3 separate regions of the Mus musculus genome follow, and all the other regions are linked to region 2. Evidence: chromatin contacts called from public Hi-C and HiChIP or PLAC-seq data. All regions are on one chromosome and are shown on one strand. Each heading gives the region's core, a stretch centred on a gene start, on an enhancer-like site or on the middle of the called end of the contact. The rest is flanking DNA. Distances are from core to core; before and after follow the strand shown. Region 1 overlaps Trhr2 (thyrotropin releasing hormone receptor 2). Region 2 overlaps Banp (BTG3 associated nuclear protein). Region 3 overlaps Zfpm1 (zinc finger protein, multitype 1).

Region 1 (3,446 bases), core at 580-3,079, 340 kb after region 2:
CCCAGCTGAGCAGACACCTCCTCTTCAGACATCTACAGACGGATGGCCATTGTCCGTAAGCGGAAATGAGCAGAAATCTGTCACTTGCCCGTGCACGGTGACGTTAATGATTATGCACTTAGCCAGACATGAGTGGGACAAGGAGGAGTTAAGATTCAGGATCCTGGGAATGTAGCAGTTTGTACTTGCAGCATCATGGGTAAGGATGCTGCTTCCTGGTGCATACAATAAGGAACAAGAGCTAGATTCAGTGAGCCAGGCCCCGGCTGCTATGAACTAAAGCTCAATGCACCATGCCAGTAGAGTTGCCATTCGGACTTTGTGAATAACTTCTAGGCAGAGACTTGTGCTCTGCACAGCAGGTTACAAGGTTCTTAGAGTCATCAAAGTCTAGTCTGGGGCAGTAAAAGCCACCCTCCAGCTCTGCATTGAGTGACACCCCTTAGGTGACCCTTGTCCTAATGAGCTCCACTCATTCAGTGAACTTTCTCTGGTACAGCTGAATTTAGCTTCCACTACTGTTCATGGGGCTGCTTAAATTCTTTTTTTTTTTTTTTAAGATTTATTTAATTATTATATGTGAGTACACTGTAGCTGTACTTCAGACACACCAGAAGAGGGCGTCAGATCCCATTACAGATGGTTGTGAGCCACCATGTGGTTGGTGGGATTTGAACTCAGGACCTTAGGAAGAGCAGTCAGTGCTCTTAACCGCTGAGCCATCTCTCTAGCCCCGCTTGAGTTTTTTCAAGAACTGAGGACCCAACTCTTGCTGCGACCCTAGGAGAGAAAAAGAGAAGTACTCAGGGAGGGCCAGATGCAGGGCTCAGGTGTCACTGATAGGCACAGGGTAAGGATGGTGTATAGAGCTGAGTGGACAGGCATCAGTCGTACCTGTGGGTCCCATCCCTCGGCTGTCAGCATTGTGGACTGGCTTATCTAAAGCCCAGGCCATTGTGAGCCTGTCACATGACACGAGGCAATGGCTGCTATAGACCCCCAACAGATGTGGCACAGCCATGTTGGTGAAGGTGCTGTGCTTCAAGGGAACAGTTGACTAGAAAGGAAAGGACAGGAAAACATTTGGCGTGTCTGACATCAGGAGACCCATGAACAAGGATGGTGGATTTGTCCAGGCCAGAGGCATAGGGCGAGGTCCCACATCTAAACTATACCTGTACATGCAGCTCACAGAGGGAGGTGGGACAGCGTGGGAGGCCACGGCTGTGCCTCCATGTTTGTCCCCCACATTTGTGACCCCTGACACTACTTCCCAGTGGACATAAGCACTGATCCCAGACAATGGTGCAGGAGACAGGGCAGAGTTGAGGGTCAGTTCTGGTCACATCAGCAAGCCAGCCTGGTGTGTTGGCTTCTAGAAAATGTGCCTCTCAGCAAGGGGACACCCACATGTCACATGGGTGTGGTAAGGAAAAGTCACAGGGTAAAGGGGCACCTTTGAAGAAAGATCCCCTGGGGTGTTTCAGGAAAAACCTGCTCAAAGGGTGGCAGAACCAGTCGGTCCAGAATGGAGCTAGTGCTGGCCCAGGACATCCAGCCAGCCTGGTATGAGGGCTTCTAGAGCAGGTGCCTCTCAGACTGGAGAGAATGACATGGGGAGGCCAGAGGTAAGACTCAGCTGCCCCGGGCACACCTCCACCTTTGTGTGGGCTTTCCCCCCCGAGGTTCTAAATACCCTGCCTCACCAGCCCAGACTCAGCAAGCAGAGCCCCTAAAAAGCCACATCTATTTTGGAGCACCCCACATCCCCAGTGCAGGGATGAGTCACTAGGACCATATCCAGTCAGGAAGCCAGAAACTGCTTGAGAAGGCTGAGTCACCCAGGCTAACCACACACCCCCACAAGCATCCCCCCAATTTCTGCCTTCCCAAGGTCTCCAGTCACAGAGTGAACTGTCCTGCTTGTTGAGACGTCTTTGATACTGAGTCCCTCAGCCTTGGGGTCCCAGGACCAAGATAGGGTCATTGACCACATTTACAGGGTAGGACTCAGAGGCCTGCCGTCCTCAGGCTCAACCAGGAGTCCTGCAGACAGAGCTGAGGCTGTCTCTCTGCAAAGGCTTTCCCTGCCTTCTCATCTTCGAGTCTGCAGTGCGCCTCCACTAAAGACAGCCTACAGGGCAGCAGCTAGCAAAGTGGGTTGAGAGAGCCAGGCTTGCACATTCGGGGTCAAGTGGCTTCTTGATGGAGGTTGGAAAGACAAATGATCTCCTTCAGGAACATCTGCGGTGGATAGGATTGCTTGGTGGAGTCTCTTGCAGGGCTGCCCACTGTTACAGAAGACTGGAAGGAGGGCTGAAGCTGGGGCTGAACATCACAGAGCAGCCTTGGGTGCTGGTGTGACTGGCTGGACACTGTTCTATATAACCCCCACTGTCCAGTGACCAGGTTTGAGACCTGTGTGCATGGGCTCACCAAGGGACAGATGCGATCAAAGCTTAGAAGAACATTACTTCAGTAATACCCTTAACATGGTACTGCTTAAAATACTGGTGAAAACAGATAAAGGGGGTAGATCCCACAGACGGTGAAGGCTGGGCCTCCAGCCTCCTCTCTGTTCCCACCGGCCTCAATTTGGAGTAGAGAACCTCCCACCCAGGGTCCAGCTGAGAGCGTTCGAGTGTCCTTCTTCATGGTAAAGGAATCTCTGGAGACCCAGAAGCAAGGAGCTGCCTGCCCCTCTCCTGATGGCCCGCCAGTGCTCAGAACAGATGCCAACCAGGGGAGTGGAGTCAGGGGCCAGGCAGGAGTCCTCAGAGCACACTGAAGTGGGGCTCATGCTGGCAACGCAGGGAAGCAGCTGCTGCTGGACCTGAGACCTCACGGGAGCCCAGTTGCATCTTCTCAGTTCCTAGGGAGGTCTCCTGGGCAGCACTGTAGTTGCTGGTGGGGGCGCATGCTGCACGTCTCTGGGACCCAGCTGCCCGGCACCAGCACAGTTTCAGGAAGGCTGCCCGGAATTTCTGCGACATGAGGCTGTAGATGACAGGGTTGATGGCACTGTTGGTGTAGACGCAGGTGCGGCAGAACAGCAGGACCCAGGGGTCCAGGAAAGGCCGGGCCAGGAAGGAGTTGAGCAGCACCAGTGTGCGGTAGGGGGTCCAGAGCACTGCAAAGAGCAACACAATCACGGCCAGCATCCTGGTGGCCTACAGAGAGGTAAAGGGGGGAGGCGTGACTGTGAGACACCCACCAGGCATGGGGAGAAGCTGACAACAGGGTTGCTGCATATGTCAGGTGCCAAAACCAGAGGGTTAGGGATCTCTCAGAACTGGGCCTCAGACAGTATCAGGACACTCACCATCCTTTCTTTGTAACACAATTCTTTGTAACAAAAATGTCTTTGTAACACAATTCTGTTATAAGTCCCCAGCCCCAGATAGGGTCCCCACTGTGACTTTTCCCATTTCAAAGCCCCTTCTCTG
Region 2 (3,271 bases), core at 553-3,052:
TTTCCACATCCAGAGCCTGTTGGGAGAACCTGCAGATCAGGGCTCTGTTCCAGATGCGGGGTGAGCAGGCAGAGTGAAGGGAATGGAAGTTCATCTTTGGGAGATAAGTGCAGACTTGCCCCTGTGTGCCATGCCATGGTGGCCTGCATTGCTGCATTCTTTTGTAGCTGAAGGCTTGTATCTGCCAGACTCCTCCCTGTAGCAGCGGGGATCCCCAAGAAGACTCACTACTTGGTTTTCTTGGGCAGCCAAAATGTACCCTCGTCACCCAACCCAAGCTCATCGATGCTGTCCAATAGCTGGGATCTGACTCAGGTTTTTATTATTCACCAATTTAACATTAAGGTCAAACCTCAACCTGTGCGGTTGATTCTCTTGAAGCACTGCTAGATGCCAGAGACTGGAATGTGCTTGATTCAGGCATGCAGCGGACCTTCCTGTGCTCATTGTGATACACCACACATTTAACATTTGTAGTACATACCTGTTGGGTTCCTCTGCAATTGTCAGTCACAGAGCAAGTGGTCCAGTGTTGCTGGAGTCTCTGGAGCCTTGTTTGTGGGCTGTGTGGTTAGATGCCATGTGTCCTCCTCCCTGCCCTGCCTGCCATCTCTGGCTCCCAGCTGTCTTCCTACAGTGTCCTTGTGGCTGTCATAGCTCTCACCTGAGAGTAGCATTACCAGTGACACCTTACTTAGCTTGTCTCATGTAGCTCTGGCTGGCCTCCAACTCACTTAAATAGCCAAGGCTGGCTTTCAACTCTGCTTCTCCCTATCAAATGCTAGGATAATCAGCCATCATGTGTGGCTTAAAGGTGCTTGTTTTGTTAAATGCCTCGGAAACTCCTTCTGGTGCTGGAGGCAGACTCAGGAATGGCCCACACAGCAGAGCAGGTGTTTGTCTTCCCCTGTTGCTGGAGGAGGAATGGTCACTAGTATGACAACTCCTGAGAGTGGACCAGAGGCCCACGGGGCAGGCCCAAGAAGCATGGCTAGAACTGGACACTTTGAGGGACGGCCAGGCCTTCCTGGCAAGTACCCTCCTAGTGAGTATGATGATGGCACCCTGACACGTATCTTGATCTCTTCATCACAGCAGCCAGCCAAGGTGATGGCTCACCAGCTCCTCCCTACAGCTGAACCAGATGTGGTCAGATCCCGTAGCCAGGATCCAGGCCCCACAGCCTCCTCACTGGGAGACAATTTGTAAGCCAGGCCTGGTAGCTTCTAGTCTTTGAAAGCCATGACTTTCTAAGCTTTTTTCCAGCTGGGAATCTTGCTTCCATTCATTGATTGGTTGGTCAAGTTACACCTTTGTCTTAATATTGCAAATTCAGGTTTTCCTACAGTATAACACCTCACGTCTCAGCAGCTTCGCGTTTCATATAGAAAGTGGTTTTCTTGGCAGTGCTGGTAGGACAGCGCTGCTGAGCAGGGAGGGTGTTGTTTGCTACAATCAGCACAGCAGAGTTTTCTGGGAAACTGGTTCTGTGATTGCAAGAGTTTCCTTAAATGCAACTGCAGCTACTTTAAATTCATCATGGAGGAACCTGTAAAAATGTAACATGATTGGGGAACTGGTTATGTCATAACTCCTAACTTGGGGTTTCCAAATGTGGCCTGGCTTCTGAGTTACCAGGAGATAGCAAACCAGGCAGCCACAGTGTATCAGCACCTCTCCTTTTCCTACCTCTTCCCCACAAGGTGGGATCTGTGGCTTGACAAGTCCCTGCAGAGCCTATAGCCCCCATTCTGATCTCTTCCAGTCGTGGGGCCTGTGCCAGAATCCCATTCCTGTCAGCGGTGACTCAGTGGCCCAGGCTAATCCCTCCCAGCTTTGGCCTCTGGGAGGAGACACACTTGATCTGCCTGCTGGAAATGAAATGATCCAGGTTTGTAAGTGTTTCTTGTCGGGAGATGTGGGTGGCCTGACCAGTGTTTTCCAGGGACCTTGAAAGAAGGGTCAGGTCAGAGCTCTGGACAGCAGGCACGTCCTGCTTGCCATAGGTCCTTACAGAGCCTGTGCCACACACTAAGCCCAGGCTTACAGAGGCTGCCACAATGACTGCCACTGTCTATGCTGAATCCCACAGAGGCCTGAGGCTAAGAGCTTGCTTGGGCAGCCAGAGACATCAGAGTGGAGGTGCATGTTAGGGGTTTGGCATTGCTGACAAGGTCACTGTGAACAGGCATGGACTTTACATGCAGATGTGTGCATGTGCACATCTATGACCACATGTGTCTTAAGACATGTGTATAGGCATACGAAACAATTGATGGCATATGAAGACATATGGCTTGATGAATGGCCATTAAGTCAGGCCCATCTGCTGAGCTTGGAGCCTTCGTCCCACGGAGCCTTTCATTCTTGGAGACAGGGCCATTCTGCTATTGCAGCAGTTCTGGTGTTTGTGTCCTTTCCTTCCTTCTGAAGCTGCTGCTTCTGCTGTTCAAGGAACCCCCCCCCCCTCCCACTGCCTGTCCTTGGGTTACCCTGGTGGATGGCCCAGGGTAGGTCAGGGGAGACAGCCAGGTACACGTGGGCCAAAGATCCTCCATAGACACTGTCCTGTCTGTTTGACCTCAGGTTCTTGCAGTGAGACTAGGAAGCTCCGGGGACTCAGATGCTGTGTGGGAAATGTTCATCTGTCTGTAGAGCATGGCTTCGCTAGCCTGCAGGGTTGGCAGAGAAGCATGTGGGACCCAATAAGATCCACAAGAACTGCTGAGTAAAGAGAGCAGGAGGTATTCTGGGTAAATGCAGGGGAAGAGAGAGCCCAAGCTGCCCTGCCTACCCATGAAAGGTCAAGAGTCTGGAAGAGCCAAGGCTCTAACCAAGTCTGCCACCAATGGCCGTCCCCAAACAGGAGCTCTTGCTTGCTCTTTCCTAAATATAAAATTCTAGGTTTTGTTTCACGTTGACCTGCTTGGTCAGATGAAGCAGAGCACCAGGCCTGGAGAAATGTAGTTCTGAGCACAGACGATGACCTTGCCTACAAGTCAGTGTGAAGGAGAAACCCAAGGGCTCTGTCAGTGACTCTTAGAAGACTGGATCATTGTACTCTGTTCAGGCTTTTCCCTCTGCAAGGGGCCTAGCTTAATCTAAAACCAGGAGCCTTTACTGTCAGCCAGCTGTTGGGCAACTCAGCATCTGTTGCCCTGCTCTGCTCTGAAGAGGGAGGGTGTGGCCAGTAGCATTGTGCAGCAGCTGTGCCAGAGTGGGTGTGGAATAGGGAACGCTGAGGTTTTGGGGGCAGAAGTACCAGGCAAGT
Region 3 (3,524 bases), core at 970-3,469, 310 kb after region 2:
CTCAGAGATGGTTTCTGATGGTTTCTGATGGTTATCAGCCCGCAGAGTCGGACACTGACCTCTTTGTTGGGGGAACAGGAGCAGGCTCAGATCCACAGGAGAATTTAAAGTGGCTGATGTCATCCAGGGCTGGGGGGAGGGAGAGTTGGAGCCAGGAGGGAGAGACAAATGATGGCTGGAGGGGCAGCGAGTGGGACAGATGCCAGGGCTCTTCTCTGACCTAGACACACCTGAACAGAGGAGCCGGGGGCCGGGAGCTGAACTCCTCCTCCGAGGCCTACCTGAGAGACCCAGACAGGGAGAAGAGTGACCACAAAGCCCTGTCCCAAGCCCCAACCTATCCTGATGCAGGGCAATGACATTCACACACACACACACACACACACACACACACACACACACACACACACACACACACGGAAACAGAGAAGGGACCTGCATGGAGGCGCAGGACCTCTGTTTTGGGGCAGCCAGGAACTCATGGCCCATTTCCCTGGGGACTTGATGTGCTGGACAGCAACCACTGCTCCCTCCTAGCACTGCTCCCCAAGGTTGCATGCACCCCATGCCACAGTGCTGCAAGGGGGTGCGGTATGGTGTTCCATGCACTGGGACTGCCACAGAAAGAGCAGCTTGTGCAGCGTCAGCAAAGTGGCGTGCGTGTGCGCGCTCGTGTTTTTATCATGCGGTGAACACGCTGCTCCGGAGAGCGATAAGCGTTAAACCGACCGCGAGGCTGTCAGTCTCAGTTTGAGGGTTTAGAAATATTGGGACGAATAATTAGATTTCATATCGTTACCACAGCACCCATCAGAGGATCAGGCAGATTAATTTTCTCACCCTCCTCCGCTCATTAATATTCATTAGAGTAGTGGAAGGCTGAGGCAGGGAGGGCCAGACCCAGCCACCTCACTGACAGCCATCTGCTGGGGCCAGGAACAGCTAGCCTGTGAGAGTCAGAGGCCCCCTGTGTGGCTGCCCACACCCGTCTGCTGCTTACTCTGTGCTATCCAACTGTGACCTTGAAAGCTCACCTACCCCCTGCATCCCTGGGAGCCACCTCCTGACGGAAGCCAGCCGATCTGAAGCAGGCTCTTGGGTAGAATGCACTCCCTCAGTGGACGTGTGGCAACTGCCAGCAAGGTCCAGGGTGCAAGGCAATACCTAGGTCCAGAGATGCCTTACTGTTCATGTTATCCTTCAAGCAGAGCATAAGTAAGCAGCCGTGGCCAGTATACACAGCTCTAGGGCTTCCTGTATCCTCACATTCATCTGTGCCCAGGGCAGAAAGGCCCACAGAGAAGGGCACAGCCTCCCTAGCCCCCAGCTCTCCCACCGCCCTGAGATGGTGGCAGGACAAGGAAGGGGATTCCTTCCCCTATCCTGACAGCAACTTTGTCATGTGGGCCTCACCGTGCTGGCATACAGGAAACTGAAGCCAGAGGTGCAGGTGTTACCTGCTAGGACTCCAGGGCTCCCCTTCAGAACCAGCTTATCTCCACTCCCTGCTCCATGGCAAGCCACGTGGCAGCAGGCAGGTGACGTGGAAGCCACCGGGCTGGGCTGTCATGACCTCATGGGTCACTGGGAGTTCCCAGCTAGTAGGCCTTATCTTGTTGGCTCTGTATATGCCATGTGAATGCGATCTGTAAAGAGTTGGTCCACAGGGGTCACAGGAGAAAGGTCAGACCTGAACCCTGACGTTTGGCCCCAGAGCCTATGTGGGCATCACACACAAGGGGACCCAGGAGTGCCAAGCACTGTCCTGGCAGTTCCCCTTACAGTCAGCAGCCTGTTTCTCCTCCTGTTCCAGCCTGTTGGTCATCTTCCTTACCCAGTGAGCTCATTGCCATGACCACCGCAGCGGTTCTTAGGAGCCGGGAGTGAGCAGGGGCTCTAAGCTTTGGGTTAAGAGTTCCTGGGGTGCAGGTTTCTGAGTGAAAGGCATTTATTTGAATCAAACAGCGAATGGCCGACAGGATGATACACAGGCCTGCTCTGCCTTTACACATAGTGCCCGAGTGGCTTAGTCCAGGGGCTAAGTAAGCTCAGCGAACAGGGAGGTGCCCAAGTGGCAGCAGTCACCCACCCCACCCTCCAAGGATAGACAGGACTGGGCCTCTGCTGTCCCTGCCTTCCACTGGCTGTGTCTCATCCTCCACCGGAGACCAAATCCCAGCCCAGCCTTCCAGCCTGGGCTGCACAGAGACATGGCCACGTACACTTACTTCCTCTGCTGCTGGGCTGAGAGCCAGGGTGCAGGGGGCAGGAAGCAAGCAGCTTTGGTGGCCCTGGGGGGCTGAGCCCAGAGCTCTTCCCTTCCAGGTTCAGATGGAGCTGCAGAGGAAGTGTGTGGCACAGCCCTAGGCTGGAACTTCTAACCCCAACCCCCTCCCCTTTATTCTGTCTCAGTTCCCTGGCCCATATGATGGGGAAGAGGGCACAGAGCCTCAGCTACCCACTACCCCTCGCTCCCTGGCAACACAGCTGTCTTGGGTTGGGGCAGCCAATCTCAGGAGAAGGACAGTGCTCTCAATGAACGGACAGGGCCAAAAGTTCCACCCTGCACCAGAAAGGAAAGCTCTACTGTACAGAGACATGGGCTCGTGCTCTCCCTCTCTCCCTCTCTCCCTCTCTCCCTCCCTCTCTCCCTCTCTCCCTCCCTCCCTCCCTTTCTCAGTTCCTTGCAGGAATCTAGCAGTTGCGTGGTATGGGCCATACCCTTGGTGCCAGCAGCTCTGCTGTCACAGAAAGAGAACACACATCAGCAGGCTCTATAGATTCAGTGCTTGACAGCTCTAGACCTTTGTTCCCAACAGAGACCAATGCATAGCCTGGGAATGCACAGCTCCCTGCCATGCCTCCAGTTATCATAGTGTTTGAACTACACAAGTCCTACTGCTATGAGCTACCAGGCTGCTGACCACCACTACACAACAGAGCAAAGCCCCCCACTCGGCATCCTATATAGACTGAGCCTTTCCCATCTCCACTCTTCTCTAGGGCCCAGCTGTGACCCTGATGGTGGATGAGAGCTGCTGGCTAAGGATGCTGCCCCAGGTCCTAACTGAAGAAGCCGCCAACTCAGAGATCTACAGGAAGGGTCTGTATCTCATGCCTGCCTCCCTCCCCGCTAAGGTCTTTCAGAAGGCAGGGTCACTTGGTTCTGACTGGTCCAGCTCTTAAAGGGACACCAGCTTATCTGGGTAACAATCAAACTGCCTGAGAGAGCACCCTGAACCCCATCTGAGAGGATGATGGACAACCTTTGGAGCTGCAATCCCATGCGAATCATAACCACTGACACAAGAGCTAGAGGGACCACCCTGGGCCCTCTACAGCCAGCCCCTGAACACAAGAGCTAGAGGGACCACCCTGGGCCCTCCACAGCCACTGAACACAAGAGCTAGAGGGACCACCCTGGGCCCTCCACAGCCACTGAACACAAGGGCTAGAGGGGCCACCCTGGGCCCTCCACAGCCACTGAACACAAGGGCTAGAGGGGCCACCCTGGGCCCTCCACA

What was found. Hi-C and Micro-C count contacts between places; a contact is called where the count stands out from the background. HiChIP or PLAC-seq counts read pairs in DNA pulled down with a chosen protein or histone mark.
Region 1: an H3K27ac HiChIP or PLAC-seq map of SST interneurons shows a contact between it and region 2, with 3 times the contacts expected there. The contact joins two enhancer-like sites. A contact is called at or near these places in 3 of 39 promoter capture datasets (cranial neural crest, frontonasal cranial neural crest and second pharyngeal arch cranial neural crest), 2 of 484 Hi-C or Micro-C datasets (bone marrow-derived macrophages and embryonic fibroblasts) and 1 of 115 datasets of contacts at active chromatin or transcription factors (SST interneurons).
Region 3: a Hi-C map of bone marrow-derived macrophages shows a contact between it and region 2, with 21 read pairs. The contact joins two enhancer-like sites. A contact is called at or near these places in 2 of 484 Hi-C or Micro-C datasets (bone marrow-derived macrophages and embryonic fibroblasts), 6 of 115 datasets of contacts at active chromatin or transcription factors (embryonic basal ganglia, embryonic forebrain, embryonic hindbrain and 3 more) and 2 of 9 other capture datasets (adipose tissue and embryonic stem cells).

Annotation. Positions count from the first base shown.
Region 1 is chr8:122,354,337-122,357,782 of GRCm38.p6, forward strand. It overlaps Trhr2 (thyrotropin releasing hormone receptor 2), which reads right to left. Exons shown (of 4, transcript NM_133202.3): 4 at 2,631-3,170. The coding sequence ends at 2,775. Among named protein-coding and RNA genes, the nearest start is that of Trhr2, 6.8 kb to the right of the region's middle. Within about 2 kb of position 1,830, at least 77 of the 459 cell types and tissues checked have an H3K27ac peak or open chromatin away from gene starts, as enhancers often do. A contact at or near this core is called in SST interneurons, bone marrow-derived macrophages and embryonic fibroblasts, where this site is marked.
Region 2 is chr8:122,018,754-122,022,024 of GRCm38.p6, forward strand. It overlaps Banp (BTG3 associated nuclear protein), which reads left to right. Exons shown (of 14, transcript NM_016812.4): 12 at 1,766-1,891. Among named protein-coding and RNA genes, the nearest start is that of Mir7237, 42 kb to the left of the region's middle. Within about 2 kb of position 1,803, at least 65 of the 459 cell types and tissues checked have an H3K27ac peak or open chromatin away from gene starts, as enhancers often do. A contact at or near this core is called in SST interneurons, adipose tissue, bone marrow-derived macrophages and 1 more, where this site is marked.
Region 3 is chr8:122,329,087-122,332,610 of GRCm38.p6, forward strand. Zfpm1 (zinc finger protein, multitype 1) reads left to right here. Exons shown (of 10, transcript NM_009569.4): 5 at 3,004-3,103. Among named protein-coding and RNA genes, the nearest start is that of Gm46056, 14 kb to the right of the region's middle. RefSeq lists an enhancer at 585-875. Within about 2 kb of position 2,220, at least 49 of the 459 cell types and tissues checked have an H3K27ac peak or open chromatin away from gene starts, as enhancers often do. A contact at or near this core is called in adipose tissue and bone marrow-derived macrophages, where this site is marked.